Regions from separate parts of the Mus musculus genome. Here region 1 is linked to region 2. A link is a contact called in public promoter capture Hi-C data. All regions are on one chromosome and are shown on one strand. The core of a region is the stretch at or near the end of the contact, and the rest is flanking DNA. Distances in the headings are between cores, read along the strand shown.

Region 1 (4,449 bases), core at 548-3,047, 91 kb after region 2:
AAATAAATCTTTTAAAAAAAGTGCTTTGTCCCCAGTGGGTGGTACTGTTTGGGAGGGATTAGAAGGTATGGCCTTTTGGGAGGAGGTGTGTCACTGGGAGTGGGCTTTGAGGTTTCAAAAGCTGACAGCATTGCTAATGAGCTCTCACTGCCTCATGGTTGTGGATCAAGGTGAGCTCCAGTTACTGGTCCAGCAAATGCCCACCTGCCCTCTGCCATTCTCCCATTATGATGGTGTGAAACTGTGAGCTCAATAAACTCATCGTCTTTAAGGTGCCTTGGTCATTGTGTCTTATCACGGTGACAGAAAAGTAACTAAGACAGAAGTTGGTTCCTAATACAACCAAGCTTCAAACATGCTATGATCCTTCTGCCTCCAGCTCCTGAATGCTGAGATTGCACACGTGTTTCAGTCATTACCGTGCTAAATCCATAAATGTTGTAAATCTTAAATGCATTGTCAAACACTGGGCAGAGTGTGCACACCTTTAATCCCAGCACTTGGGAGGCAGAGGCAGGCGGATCTCTGTGAGTTCGAAACCATCCTGGTCTACATAGAGTTCCAGGACAGCTATATATATTAAGACCATGTCTTAAATAAACACAAAACCAAACAAACAAAAACAAAATATAACAAATTCTATTGTCCTCCAATACTGTATACTAACATATTGTAGTTTAAAACCAGCTATTGAGTACTTAAAGTATAAAGTAAATGACTATTCCATTAGGGTGAATTTTTGTAGACATTACTTGAACATAGGTTTGAAATGTGCCCAGATTGCTTAAAACAATACATTAAGATCCTAGGCTTAAGCTGTATAAATATCACATATTCAATTCTCAATCTCCAGGGCTAAATGCTCTCATAGTAAAGTTTTTGTACTTTTTTTTTTTTTGGTTTTTCAAGACAGGGTTTCTCTGTGTATTCTTGGCTGTCCTGGAACTCACTTTGTAGACCAGGCTGGCCTTAAACTCAAAAATCTGTGAGTTCCAAGACAGCCAGGGGTATAAGGAGAAACGCTGTCTCGAAAAACAAACAAACATACAAAAAGCAAAACAAACGATGGTTGCATGTATTATAGTTTGGGTGCAATTTTAGGTCATTAAATACCAATGATGCAAAAAAAAAAAAAAAAAAAAAACAATGATGCAGCACTCAGAGATACGAGTCTAAGATAAGACATTGCATTTTGGCAAGTTTTGTTCAGGAGGTCAGTGTAGCTATGGAATATAGTCATGGACAACTTTTCTAGGAGGATGCTGGATGGTCCAAGATTCGCTGAGTCTTTCTTTTTTGTCCTTAGATTTATTTATTTTATTTTATGACTGTTTTGGCTTCCTGGATGTATGTGCACCACGTGAGTGCTAGGGCAGAAGAGGGTGGTGACTGGAGTTAAAGGCAGTTGTGAGCTACTGTATGGATGCTGGGAGCCAGGTCCTTTGCAAGGGCAAAAAGTGCTCTCAGCCTTGAGCCATGCACACAGGTGGGTGAGAGCCAGCTCAGATGATCTATAGGAACCGGACATATCTTTGGCAGACTCTCATAGCTTTCTCCTCATCGTACATGAAAACACATTTTTTAAAAAGTTACGGAGATATTAAAAATATTGTTATAGCAAACAGTATATGCCCTCCATCGAGATCCTGCTAACATCTAGTCATGCTTGTTTGTTATTGGCTTCTCTCATCTTGATTCCTCACTGCTGGGTAGGGAGAAAGACCCGCTAGCTAGGTGGCCTTTCCTACGTTAAGGCTGGCAGTGGCGGGTGGGGGTGGGGGGCGGCGGCGGGCGCGCAGGGCGGGGCGGGGCGCTGCGTGCGCTGGACGCGGGGCTGCGCTCCTCGGGTTCGCTCTTAGGCGCTCGTCGCCGCCGCGCCTTGAGTCAGCAAACTCCGCCGTGCTCCGGGCCGGGCGTTCAGAACCGCGTGTGAGTAAACTGAGCCTTAGGGAGGGAGTCGGGTGGCGGGCGCCGCGCCTGCCCCGGCACCTGCTCAGCTCGGCTGGGGACGCCGGGGCTGCTGGAGCGAGCAGGTTCTCTCCCCGACCCCCACTTCTTTCCGAATACAAGGCCAGGCACCTTTGAGTTTAGAGGCTGGGAGGGCCAGGGGAGGTTTTTTTTTTTTTTTTTTCTCTTTCATGGGATTGTGGGATTGATGGAAAAGGCCGCGGAGGAAACCCACGCTGATGAGCTGATGATCGGGTTTGCTGAGATTGGGAAGCAACAGCCTGTTTTATCGGTTCTGGACACATCACACTCCTTTGCTAAAATTACAAGTATTGTTAAGGGGATGGTCACGGGATGTCTGCTTCCGCAAAGCACAGGCGCGTGGAGAGCGATGGATCAGAAATTGAGAACACTGATCTCAATTTTCGTGATCTCCATCAACCCTTTTAGTTTGCGACAGGGGAAACCAAGGTCTGCAAGGGTGGAGCAGCATGCACCCGGTGGGAGGGGTGTGTGAAAATCCCTCTCGTCCGGGGAGTGGGCTTGTGGGAGTGGCCGGAAGTGGGCTGGGGGTATTATGGAACTCCTTCAACCAGTGGCCAATCGGGGGGGGGGGGGGAGGGGGGCTTTTCTGGAGGAGGAGAAGGAGGAGGTTAAGTATCCTGGCAACAATCAAGCGTGACTTCGCTTGATTCCTGTCGCTAAGGCAAGGATACAACGGGACAGTCATTCGGGTTGCACCCAACCTCTCCGTGTCTTCCTCCCTTCTGATCCTGGGAATAGGCCCATGGTCTTGAGCATGTCATTAGCAAGCATTTTACCACTGCGCTGCACCCCAGCTCCCGTTTATTTTTAAAGGAGTGGTTGACTGACAGACTGTTTTGAATAGCGATATAAGTGTAGATATATTTAGAAGTGACTGTGTGGAGATGTTCAAGACCTCATTAGCAGTTTCCTCAAGTTATCCAGACCATCCATCCCGGGTTCTGTCAGTGCATTCTTAGCTACAGACACGGGCCTGACTGGCACTGCCCTAAAGAAGGTGTGCCCATGGTGGTGGTGGGGTGGGGTTGCAGCCTTCTGGCCTGCGTGCTTCTTTCTCCACTGCTCTGAACTGTTACCCACTTCCTTTACTTCACTGATGGGAAGACCTTCCGAGTTTGGGGTCTTGAAATAAGCGCCATCATGCTTTCTGTGTTAAAGTGTTTCCTTTGCCACACAGTCCTCATTTCTCTCTCTCTCTTAGTCCAGGCATGGCACTACTTTCATTTTTGAGTTAAGCAATTGGGGAACTAGTTTGTTTTTCCTCTTTTGGTATTGGGGCTGGGATGTAACAACCACCTGAGAATAGGGTCCAGCCTATAAAAGAAGGGCCTTGGCTGAAGTGATGGTGGCCAAGTGGAATGTCCCTTAGATTTTAGGGCTGTTATTTATCACCAAAGGACTTTTTTTTTTTTTTTTGAAATATAATAGGTATGAGTTAACATTTAAGCTCTCTATACCATGTTCCAGCTAGAAGCTATATAGGACATTGTGTTAGCCACAACTTCTGGTTTCAGACCCTTCTGAGTTGAATTCTTGGTGCCCTTGTTTGCTACTTAAGTCATTGCTGGCAGGTCAGGTCAGGCGTGATGGTGCATATCTGTAATCAGGACACTTGGGAGGTGGCAGCAAGAGGATCAGGGGTTTCAGGCCATCCTTATGAGTCCTTGTCTCAAAAATGACAAAACTCTGTCCTGGAGCTCACGATGTAGATCTGGCTTACCTTGAACTAAGAGATCTCCTTGCCTCTGCTTCCCAAGTGCTGCTCTTAAAGGTGTTACCACGCTAGGCCTGAAGCCAGCCCTGAGCCACACGAGAGTCTCCCTCAAAAGTAATGAATTCATCAATAGCAACAATAGTGTCGGATATGGTGGCTCAACACCTGGAGGGTTTCTTTTTTTGAGGCTATGTCTCACGTGGTCCAGCCTGCTCTCTAACTTGCAGTGTGGGAGAGGTTGTTCTTGAACTTTGAGTGCTCCCCCTGAGTGCTCCCCCTGAGTGCTTCCATTACAGACGTGAACTACTATAACCTGTAGTTGAGGGTGGCCTTGAACTCTCAAGTGCTCGGGCTACAGGTGTTGAGCCGCCATATCTGACACTATTATTGTTATTAATTTAATTAATTACTCCTCAGTGCGGAGCTGAGGCTTTGAACCCTCGGTCCTCCTGCCCCTACTTTCCAAGTGCTGGGGTCACAGGCCTGTGCCGCCACCCGATGATTTGAAGGGGTTTTTTTCTAGCAATGGTGACACATGATTTTAATCCCAGCACTTAGAGGCAGGAGGGTATATGAGTTAGAGGTCAGTCAGGTCTATAGAGCTAGCTCAGGAGGGCCAGGGCTACACAGAGAAACCCTTTCTCAGAAACTGAGGGGAAGGCGGGTGGGGTGGGGTGGTGGTGGTGGAGGGCCGGCTGAGGGGAGGTCCGTGGTAGAGCACTTGGCTAGCATAGGTGAGGAAC
Region 2 (4,717 bases), core at 184-2,683:
CAAGATTTGTCATACTAGATAGCCCCTGGGGAGAGAGAAAAGGAGGAAGGGAAAGAGGGAGGGAGGAAAGGAGAGAAGGAGGGAAGAAGAGAGAGGAATGGAAAGAGGGAGGGGAAAAGGGAGGGAGAGACCTCCAGGAAGAAAGAGAGGGAGGGAGGGAAAGAGAGAGAGAGGAAAGGAGAGAAGGAAGAAAGGAGAAAGGGAGGAAGGGAGAGAAGGAAGGGAAGGAGGAGAGAGGGAAGGAGGGAGGGAGGGAGAGGAAAGGAGGAAGAAGGGAGAGCATCTTACAAATTTTCTAAGTTGACAAACCCTAAGTGGGGCTAGGTTCCCCAGGGGGAACCAGGAGGGCTTGGTAAAATCTCCACTTGCAAAGCCCATGTTGGGTACTGTGTAGGTACAAAGGTGAGCCAAACAGGTTCCTGGCCCTCAAGAGTTTACAAGAGTCAAGTCATACTAACCCTCGGCCTCTGTAAACCACAAAGTAGAATAGGCCAAGTGCTGCAATGCTGGCAGCTGGGGAAAGCTCTGTGGGAGAACAGATGGGAGAGAGATTAATCCCATATGCTGAATATTCAGAGGATGGAGCTTTAGGGGGCTACCCCTTAGAAGATGAGGGGGCAACAACCCACAGATAATAGAGTACTTCCTGCCTGTGCTTGATGGTTTGCCCGAATCTCCGGAAAGACACATAAAGTGAAATTTTGCCTAAGTTCAACCTAGAAAGCAGTGTTGGGGCTGGTGGATTTGAACACACACAAGTCCTGTAGAGCTGGTATTCTCAGCCCTCAGGTATGAAGCAAAAATGCCATGAGAGAAGACTAACAATTTGCAAAGTATGTCTAGGGAATAGTGAAGACTCTGTAAAGGTGTAGATATGTGCATGTGTCTATATAATATTCTTTCACTGAAAAGGAGGCTTGGAATCTGTATCGATTCCTGACTTTCGTAGATTTCATCTGATCTCCCTGAATCCCTATTTGGGGTACTATTCTCCTTGTTTTGCCGACAAGGAAACAGAAACACTGATTATTAAGAAACCCTCGCTGTCTGGTGATGGGGGTGCAATCTGAATTTAGGGTCTACTCCTCTTACCCTCCGTGCTGGCCAGTAGTTGCCCACCTGTGACCACTTGTGCTTAGTGCTCAAAACTGGCTACTTTCTCCCTAGTTTAAACATCCTTGTCTCCTCCCAACTTCTCCAACTTTCCTCCACTCCCACCCATAGGTTTTTTCAGCTAGAGTGGTCCAGGTCACTACCACAGGGCTGCCAGGGGCATCTGGGAGCTTTAAATCTGCTTCCATTCCAAAATGCTTTGAAACTCCTCCTATAAAGAGGCCTGGAGCCCAGAACAGATATGAGTGTGTCCCAGGGGCTGTGCCTGCGGCTCGGGGCGGGGCGAAGTTTGAAGGGGGCGGGACTTAACTGTGGGCGTTGCCAGGCAATGGGGCGGGTTCTGAGAGCTGGGTGTTGCAGGTGTCTCCTCCGCCTCTCTGGGTCCCCGGCCGCGCCAGGCACTGTGTGGGCAGCCGAGGGAGCGCCTTTGTGCCTGGCTGGGGTGAGGCTGCAACGGCCCCTTGTACGCCCTGGTCCATTGTCTTTTCGGCTGGTGCCACAGGGGCGGCTGTAGTGCCAAGCCGGGTGGACACAGGCATCCCCGGCGCACCGTGGGAGATGAAGCTCCCGAAGCCTTGGTGGGCGGGCGGCGGCCTCCTGCAACTCACGATTCTGTTGAGCTTGGTAGGGCTCCGTGTGGACCTGGACCTCTTCCTGCCGCCGCCGGCCGCCGCACTTTGGGAAGAGCTGCTCCCACTCTGCCCCACCCGCCCCGCCTCGGCTTCTAACCCCTTCTCGGCTTCGGAAGGCTGGGAACGCACCCCCCTGCTACCTGCCAAAGGCCGGCTGCTGCACGAAGTGCGCGCGCTCGGGGTCCCCTTCATTCCCCGCACCCGCGTGGACGCGTGGCTAGTGCACAGCGTGGCGACTGGGAACGCAGACGGGGCCCACGGGCTGCTCGGCACCGCCGCCTCGTCGGCCGTGGGAGACGGCGGCCAGTCAGCATCCGCGGGCGGCGGGGACCCCCGAGCGGCTCATAGCAGCCCTCTGGCCGCTGAGGAAGAGGAGGAGAAGGCGGCCGAACCGACGGCGCAGGTGCCAGATGCAGGCGGATGCGGGAGCCAGGTAACCTAAAAAAACGCAAGCGAGAAGCACGTCTACGCCCTCCAGGGCAGAAAGAACTGGCCCCGAGCTCTAGGGTCCCGATGACTAGGCAGGGTCACACCCGGGCTCTCTTTTCTCCCTACTCTAGGTAGTTACAGGTTGCGGGACAAATGTGCCCCGCCTCCTTTTGAATGAAGAGGGTGAGTTCTGGGGATTTGCTTTTAGGGAAAGTGTATGAAATCCATTGCGTGCAGAGACCACCCTTCCTTGTGTTTGATGGCTGTGGAGGGTATTTTGGTAATGGGGAAGCTAGAGGGAATGGTGCTGTCTGGACGTGGCCTTTAATCGTACCCCGAATGCATTAAGATGCCTTGATGGGGAACCTGTACCGGAGTAGAGAATATGAAGGAGGCCTCAGCCCCTGAGAAGATGTGCATCTCTCTGAAGAACCACGCACCTAAGCCGAGACACGATCCTTGCCCTGAGTTTAAACGTTTGTGGATGTGTTGTTGTGCTCCTGGACTAAGTAGGCTCGGTGTTCAGTGCAGGTGGTCTCTCTGTGATCTACCATCCCACCCTTGCCTGAGAATACTCCCTAATGGGACGTGTGAAATCCATAATTGACATAAACATGACACGTAGTAAGTTCCCTTTGGTTGCCGGTGCTCCCCTGCAGCTGAACTTTTTGTTTCTAAACAGTTCTGCAAGATCTGTGGGCGAAAACCTCAGGAAAGACCTGGCAACTAAAGCGCTCCTGTCTCCCAGGGGGTGCGGGTGGGGGGGGGGGGGAACTGGCTCCCTTTTAGGCCCAGTGCTTGAGGTTAACTGATGTCAATCCACAAGTGTTTGTAGGAGGTTGTTTTTGTGAAAAGCAGTCTTGTGCAAAATGGGAATTGGAACTAAACTGGTTTGTTTGCGGCTGTTCAAAATCACCGTTTGTGTAGGCAGTTGTCTGACGGGCTCCTCCACCCTTTCTTGGAGGGGTCATTGCGAGAGGTGCTAGTGATTCATTGTTAGGCTGTTCTGATCCCTTCCTCCTCTCTGGGAAGGGAGCTAATAGGGTGGGGGTTAGTGCTAGCGGTGATAGGCCCCTGATGGTTTAGAACTAACAGGAAGCCACTCCCTCTTCCAGTCTATGGATCTGAACTCCCAAGAGGGAAGGGTGTCACCCGAGGAGAGGCATCTCTCATTTTAGGAGAGTACCTGCTACCTCCACACCTTTTCTGGTCCTGCAAAGTGTGACTTTGAAACCCTGGGTGGATTCTGTACGAGGTGGTGCCACACCAGTCTCACAGCCAAATGTCATCCAGCTTGCTAAGTGTACAGACCTTTGAAGGGAATAGAAGATTTTCTCTCTGAAGGCTTCCTTCCTACCATTGCCTGGTTGATACCTATCTAGACTGGTGGGCTGGTTTTGGAGGCAGCTCTGATGGCCTGGGAACTGAAACACGGGTTTAAAAACTTGTGCAAGGTACCAGAACCAGCTAGTTATGGTGGGCAGAATCTGAACCCAGGCGTCCGGCAGCTCCTCCCTCTCCCTTCTTACCCTCTGTGTCAATGGTTCTCACAAGGACGACCTGGAGTCTGTCTTTCTTCGAGGAGGAGAGAACAAAGCCACGGTGGTCCCATGCCCTCCAGTCTTCCACCAGACCCCCAGCAACTCTCTTGACAGTGCCTTCCCAGGCTGGGCTGCAGGTGCTTCTGCAAGGCCAGGGTAACCGTGTGGGGGTTGTTTCTTTTCAGTCAAGCTGATCAGTTGCTGAGGCCTTTCCAGCGCCATGGTGGAAATGCCCTGTACTTGTCTGTCTGTCTGTCTGTCTGTCTGTCTGTCTGTCTGTCTGTTCTTGAGGAAACAATACCCAAAGAGGTCAGGAAACTCGGCTGAAGATATGCAATAGTTAATGGCGGAAGTGGACTGAGAACTGGATCTTCAGTCTCCCAGACTGGTATATTAATTAAGTACCATGCATGGGTTGCGCTCAAGCTCTCCCCATTAGAGTGCGTCTGCGATGGAGTGAATTAGCTTCTTATTCAGCCTGGCTCCTTGCCCCAAGACAACTGCTTTCTGGTGCAGAATTTGTTTGTGGTATGTTCAATTGGGGTTTGTTGTGGTGGTGGTGGTGGTGATGGGTGTTTTGTAATAGAATGTTGGTCTTGAACTTGCTATGGAGCCGAGGATGATCTTGAACTCTTGAGGTTTCCCCTTCCCCCTCTAATATAAGATTACAGGCACGAACCACACTAGCTTTATTGAGCATTATTGACCAGGCTGGCCTGGACCTCTTACTCCTCTTGTCCCAACTTCTCAAGTGCTGGGATTACAGGTGTGTGTCACCATGCCTGACTTGCATTTTTTTTTTAAAGACAGATTGTAGGCTGGAGATCTCAGTGGCTAAGGGCATTTGCTACCCTTGCAGAGGACCCAGGTTTGCGTCCATGCACTCACATGGTGGCTCACAACCATCTATAAATCCAGTTCCAGAGGGTCTGACGCCTTCTTCTGACCCCTGAGGACACTGCATGCACAGGGTGCACAGACAGACATGCAGGCACACCACCT

The links. Capture Hi-C pulls out chosen DNA fragments and counts their contacts.
Region 1: a contact with region 2 is called in a promoter capture Hi-C map of adipose tissue. The contact joins the promoter of Snx10 here to the promoter of Nfe2l3 in region 2. A contact is called at or near these places in 4 of 39 promoter capture datasets (the 3T3-L1 cell line, hematopoietic stem and progenitor cells, macrophages and 1 more), 5 of 484 Hi-C or Micro-C datasets (the G1E-ER4 cell line, Th17 cells, group 2 innate lymphoid cells and 1 more), 4 of 115 datasets of contacts at active chromatin or transcription factors (cardiomyocytes, embryonic stem cells, microglia and 1 more) and 3 of 9 other capture datasets (adipose tissue, liver and pancreatic islet).

The regions. Positions count from the first base shown.
Region 1 is chr6:51,522,106-51,526,554 of GRCm38.p6, forward strand. It overlaps Snx10 (sorting nexin 10), which reads left to right and starts at 1,798. Exons shown (of 7, transcript NM_001127349.1): 1 at 1,798-1,929.
Region 2 is chr6:51,431,236-51,435,952 of GRCm38.p6, forward strand. Nfe2l3 (nuclear factor, erythroid derived 2, like 3) reads left to right here and starts at 1,434. Exons shown (of 4, transcript NM_010903.2): 1 at 1,434-2,178. The coding sequence starts at 1,672.